Regions from separate parts of the Mus musculus genome. Here region 1 is linked to region 2. A link is a contact called in public promoter capture Hi-C data. All regions are on one chromosome and are shown on one strand. Each heading gives the region's core, a stretch centred on a gene start, on an enhancer-like site or on the middle of the called end of the contact. The rest is flanking DNA. Distances are from core to core; before and after follow the strand shown. Region 1 holds the start of Hsd17b12 (hydroxysteroid (17-beta) dehydrogenase 12). Region 2 holds the start of Ndufs3 (NADH:ubiquinone oxidoreductase core subunit S3).

Region 1 (3,077 bases), core at 312-2,811, 3.3 Mb before region 2:
GTAAGAAAAAAAAATGGTGTCACATACCTGGAATCTCAAACCTTGGGAGGTAGAGGCAGCTTAGGATATTTGACATCCTGTCTCAAAACAAAAACAAACAATAAATGTATTGAGCTTGAGTGGAGATATTGAATGAGCCCCTGGACCTCTAAGTAGAGCCTGAACAGCGACTCCATTTGTTTACTTTATGTCTGTCTCCCTGTCCGCTGAAGTACTTCCATGCTCTTCCAGAGATCAGATTTTTGTGTCCCCTTAAAGCTTCCCTTCAGGGCAGGGGAGATTGCTTGGTGGGTAAAGTATTTGCTGCTCAAGCATAAGGCCTGTTTTCAGAGTCAGGGCCACAGCTTGTGCATCAACAAGTGAGTTTCGGTCACCTGTCCTTCCTAAGTCAGCTAAAACAGTCAAATTAATAGTGCAGAACAGCAGGAAAAGAAAAGAATAAAAAAAGATTTGGGAAAAGTTATAAAGAGACCCAGTACCTTCCACCAAAGCCATGTTTTAGGTTCTGATGTGCAGTTATGGTTTAAGAATGGGCCAGAGTAACATAAATCTAAGCAAGTCAAAGTGTGGTCCAGCCAGCTCACCACTGGCCCCTCATTGCCTCCCCTGTAAGGTGTTCTGGAAGTGTTTGCCCACGTTTTAGGTTTTCTTTTATCCCAGCATGAAGTCCCTTGATGGGGGTGAATCGGTTCCTGTTTTGATTTTATTGTTTTGATTGTCTTACAGTAAAAAGTATAGGACACAAATATCTCTTTAATATCCTCCCACAAAACAAAAATAAAATGATTTTGGTTTTTACTGGACCAGGTCCAATAAAAAAATTTGAGTTTCCCAGAATTGCTCCATAAGCTCTGTTCTTGTAGGATACTTTTCATTCATCTTACAACTGTTAACGCTACTACACAGTAGAGTTTTCTGGAATTCCGAATTATTGGGAACAAGTATAAAGTTCATTGTGGGAGCTAAGGCAGTCATTCAAAAAAATGGAGCGAAAGCGTGCTCTGCAGACAAAGGGGAACCGTAAACCTTCATCTGAAAAGTCTGAGGAATTAACAATCCGAAAGCGGTTATTACTAAGACGTAATCACAAGCACTACTCCAGCTCCTCCCGGACTTCTACTATATTCTTCCCTTTCCGGTTCCATTCCTTCCTGAAATGTGAGCTAAACCCAGTTAGGTATCACTGGCCAATCAGCGCGCAGCCTTCCGCAGTCGTAAGGGCCGCCTCTGCCAATGAGAGATCCCTGCGCTTCGGTGGTGCGAGGTAAAGCTTGTGGGCGGAGCCAAACGTTGAGCGGCTTGTGAGCGAGCCACTGTCTTAATACGGAAATGCGGCTCTGAGCGCGCCGAAGGGGATTGTGGGCGGGGCTACGAAACGAAGGCTAACCAATAGGAGACATAGTACGCTTACAGGAAAGAGAAGTCACCAATAGACACATGGATATGACTATGTAGGCGGGTCTTAGACCTAAAGCGTTCAAAAAATCACGTCTATTCGCTGCGTCTTCGCCGTCACGGCGGCACCGCCTCCTCGTCCCATTCATTCTTTTTTTTTTTTTCCTTCCCCATTCACCGTAGTAGTGAGGCCTAGTCACGAGCCATGGAGTGCGCTCCCCCGGCGGCCGGCTTCCTGTACTGGGTGGGCGCGAGCACCATTGCCTACCTGGCCCTGCGAGCCTCGTACTCGCTCTTCAGGGCCTTCCAGGTGTGGTGCGTGGGCAACGAGGCCTTGGTCGGTCCGCGACTCGGAGAATGGGCAGGTGAGTGGAACCACAAGCCGCGACCACGCTGTGGCCCTTGTTCCCCTGTCGCTCGCGCTCAGCGAGCCCGCTCTGGAGCGCGGAAACTTCTCCAGACCCTGAGCGCACTGGCGGGGTGGGTGATCTGACCTGCTGCTGCCTGGTGGGCACGGAGGAGACCTTTCTTAACTCCCCGGACTTGTCCTGTTGGAGCCCTCCTGGGCAGGCGGCCGGAGTCAGGCGCATTGTCCGCTGTGTCCCTTGCAGTGTTTATTTATTTTTTAAAATAAAGTTTTTCACTTGGCTTGAAAACTGGCCCTGTGCTATGGATGAGAGCATAGGTGAAGATAGGAAGAAGGGTTGCAGGGACAACGATTTCAGAAGTTAGGATCTTGGGAAACTTGATTCTCCAGTTACTTGAATTGGGTTTGTTTCATGTAATTTAACAAGTCCTTTTGGGGAGGGGGGAGGTGGAGGCGGTGTCGGAGGAAATCTTGGTAAATTATTCTGGAGTTTCAATGACTAAGAAGCGCTGTTCTGGGAAAACAAAGTCTTCCTATCGTATTCAGTACTTTTTGCAAGAGTTTGCGGAAAATGTCTTTACAAAAAGTGACCAAAACACGCGAACCTTCTTCTTTTCAGTTGACAGATTTTAAAAATGAGAACGAAGGTCGTATCAGAGAAGTTGAGAAAATCCTAGTTCAGCCCTCTCACCTTTGTTTCTATTTTTTGAGAGAAGGGCTTTAAAACAAACACCCATGTAATCATGATGTATGTGTGGCTCTCTGGTGTTTTGTAACTCACTGTTCACGACTCAAACATTTTATAGAATATTGGGGTGCGGTTGCCTACGGACTAAACACAGGACAGAAATCATGTTACTTTTCAGGTTTGTTCTGTTCATTAAAGAACATTTAAACGACTTAGAAAAGACATGACAGTTAATCTTTTGGGACAACACCCTAATAATAGGAGAAAATATTTCAAGTAGAAATGAGTTTGTGAGCCCCTTTCCTTGATGTGGGGCAAACAGTGATTTTATACAACTTTCCAAAATCACTTTTCATAGTCCCTGGGGGAAAAAGTGCTCGCTGTGATTAAGATTCAGATGATATAATTTCACAATTGACTTGGTCAGTTTCTTTGTTGTCAGCTTGGAAAAAGTTGTTTGTTGGCTTATTTTTATTTTTTTTTAAGTCAATGCAACAGTAATCCCATAGGAAATCAGTTATCCAATAAAATGAAACTTGCAAAGAAAGCCCAGTGTTGCTTTAGCTTTATTATTGTAAATTGTTTGCACAGTCTAAAACGCAGAGTGAAAGTCAAGGGTTTGCCACG
Region 2 (2,921 bases), core at 358-2,857:
GACTCTTGCCCAGTTAGGTGTGGTAAGCCCTTTCGTGAGCTTACCTGAGATGATATCAGTGAGTAGATGGTGGGGCAAGTGGAGGAACTCCTCTGTGCTCTGCAGCTGGGCCAGGTGGGTCTTGGCACAGTGCTTGGCAGCAGTGTAGAGCTCGGGGTCACTGTGTCTATCTGCAAGCCACATCACCTGCAGGCAGTTGCCCACCTGTACCGTGCGTGCCAGAAACCGAGAACACTCCTCAAAGAGAGATGTCAGCTGATACATGTCTGACACCTCGTAAATTTCCTGCAGCTCATCAGCTCGAAGTTTCACAGTCCCATGGTATATATAGTCAACTAGGAGCTGGAAAACAGACTCGCTGACATCCTGCAGCACAATCACCCGGTTGTGAGCCTCCTTCAGGTTGGATGTGAACATGGATCGGAAGAAGCAGCTCTGAGCTGACAGGACCAGCCGGTGCAGCTGAAACTCTCGGCCTTCCACTGAAATGGTGACATCAGCAAAGAGCTCCTCCTCTAAACACAGTTTCATGATGCCCTGAGCCACTCGGCCTGAGTGAGACCGGTCTTTGAAAGTATAGTTCACAAAGTAGTTTTCATCCATGGATGCTCCAGGCTCCTCTGGTGACTCCATGGTAGCCAACTTCTCTCTTTGCCAACTATCTGCAAAGCAATATCACCCTAAGTATTTGGGTAATTCACAGACACAGTCCATGAATCCAACTGTCCAAGTCAAGACAGGGAGAAGGGAGACACTGGAGCAAAGTGGGTCCAGAATGGCCTTATTCCTGGTCTTGCCAATGTGGCCTATGCCATTCCTCCAGTTTTCCTGCAGTGGGGCCTCTCCTCCAATGAATTCAATTAAAAGTTCCAACTCTGTTGTTTTTCCTTGAGGTAAAATTGGATATTCCTGATCGTGATGTAACAAAAGACTTGGGACTTAGGTTAGCTCATGAAAAAGACGAAGGAGGAAGCCTATGATCTTAAAACCAAATAATTTGGATATACAACTAATGAGACTCTGGAGAAGCATAATTAGGCCAAACTAAGACATCCAGGTATTGTTGTTACATTCCCTCTTTGCCTGGACATAAGAGTGCAGACCCCCCAATACTGAGGCTTGGGCCTGGACTTCCACTTTTACTCTTTTCTAAGCTGCTGTTTCTTACTTACCTCTCGCTCCAGTGAGTTCTTAAAGAAGCCCTTGAGAGCCCAGCCGTCCCCGGCCGGGGGCACAAGGAAGTCCATAACCCTGTGCAATCTGACCGTGCCACCTGGAGTCGCCTAGGAAACGGTCTCCAAGGAAACCGTCCATCGTCTCCCCCCCCCACCCCGCCCCCCATTAAAAAAGCTTAGCTCAAGAGCCGGCGCGGTGTAGAACTTAGAACCCAGAACGCCCACCCTTTCCCTTTCTCTCACCGGTGCGGTTCGTTGCGTCTTCTTCTCTTCGGCCTCCGCTGTACCGAGATAGGGCTACGTACACCTCACGGTTTCCCCACCTGCGGGTCTTTCTTACCTGCGATACCTCCTTTCATGCCAGGGCTCAGATCCGGAACCTCTGCTTCCCGCCCCGCGTCCGCCCGGAAGAAGAGTCACTGCACATTTCCACTTCCGGTCCGTGCCCTTGGGGCTCCGTGGCCTGCGTGTGTTCTCCGGCTACTTAGTCGGCACACTAAGGAACATGGCGGCGGCTGCAGCCAGGGTCTGGTGTCGTGGGCTCTTGGGGGCCGCTTCCGTAGGCAGGGGTGAGCAAGGAACAGCAGCAGGTTGAGACCACGGGCAGCACGGAGACCTCCCCGAGTCTCACCCGCGCCTTTGTGCCTTTTCTCTCCCTGTGCAGGGGCTGGGCGACCCTCCGTGCTGTGGCAGCACGTAAGAAGGGAGAGCGCGGCGGCTGACAAGCGCCGTGAGTATGTGCGGATGGCGCTTTTTCCCCCAACGTTAGCTGGGGCCTTTCGTTGTTTCTGTCAGATGTTTGTCCTTGCCTTGGAATGTCCTTCCCTCCTGGCAAATCTCTGCTTGTCCTTGGAGATTGCTATGGTCTCCACTTTGCTGTTAGAATCGAGCACTTCCTGTGCCCTAGATATTTGTTCCCTTCTGATCTTGATCGCCTTTTGCTCGTTATCAGGATTTGATTTTTTTTTTTGTCCTCCGATGAAATTGTCTTTGAGCGCAGGTAACAAAAACTTTTGAGACTCAAAGTCCAAAATAATTGTAGCTCACATCAATTTAGTATTTACTAGGCACCTTGGACTTCATAAGAGCCTGATGAGACGCATAACGTTTTACTGTCCATATAGATGTAGATCATGAAGCGGTCCAGATAATTAAATTATTCAGTCACAGTTCCAGTGAACGACAAAGCAGGTCTGTTTCCAAGTGCAGAAAATACTTAATCCTTGATTCTGTGATGTGTGGGTGCTCAAGTACTTGAATGACCCTGTGGTGATTTTATGTTCAGTCAACAGAATCACACTGGGAAATAGAAAGCTTCTTTTCATTCCAGGACATCTATTACACAAAGTGACAGGGGATAGAGTATGGGCAATGAGGTAATCTTTCAGGGTCCTTCAGCCCTGAAGTTCTCTGATTAAGAACTTGGTATAAACAAGTACCAAGAAGGGAAAGAGAAACAGAAGTCTGGTTTCCATCCTTAAAGAGCTCTGAGTCTGAGAGAGGAGCTGCCACTGTTGCATTGTTACCATGAGTACAGGAAGTGAGGAACAGCTGTGGAACAGTGGAGAAAAGAAGCAAAGATTGCCCAACACAGTAACAAGAGTGTATGGACCGAGAAAGAGAAATGGTGTTGCACTCTGAGTTTTTTCTTTTTCTTTTTTTTTAAAGATATTTTTATTTTTTTATGTATGTGAATATACTGCAGCTGTCTTCAGACACAGCAGAGTAGAGAATCGGGTCCCATGT

The links. Promoter capture Hi-C pulls out the DNA fragments that hold promoters and counts their contacts.
Region 1: a promoter capture Hi-C map of pre-B cells shows a contact between it and region 2, with 3 times the contacts expected there. The contact joins the promoter of Hsd17b12 here to the promoter of Ndufs3 in region 2. A contact is called at or near these places in 2 of 39 promoter capture datasets (cranial neural crest and pre-B cells).

Annotation. Positions count from the first base shown.
Region 1 is chr2:94,156,393-94,159,469 of GRCm38.p6, reverse strand. It overlaps Hsd17b12 (hydroxysteroid (17-beta) dehydrogenase 12), which reads left to right and starts at 1,561. Exons shown (of 11, transcript NM_019657.4): 1 at 1,561-1,760. The coding sequence starts at 1,601. Gm39885 (a long non-coding RNA gene) reads right to left here and starts at 1,306. Exons shown (of 3, transcript XR_866573.3): 1 at 28-1,306.
Region 2 is chr2:90,903,407-90,906,327 of GRCm38.p6, reverse strand. It overlaps Ndufs3 (NADH:ubiquinone oxidoreductase core subunit S3), which reads left to right and starts at 1,607. Exons shown (of 7, transcript NM_026688.3): 1 at 1,607-1,744; 2 at 1,840-1,905. The coding sequence starts at 1,681. Kbtbd4 (kelch repeat and BTB (POZ) domain containing 4) reads right to left here and starts at 1,588. Exons shown (of 4, transcript NM_025991.4): 1 at 1,419-1,588; 2 at 45-662. The coding sequence starts at 633.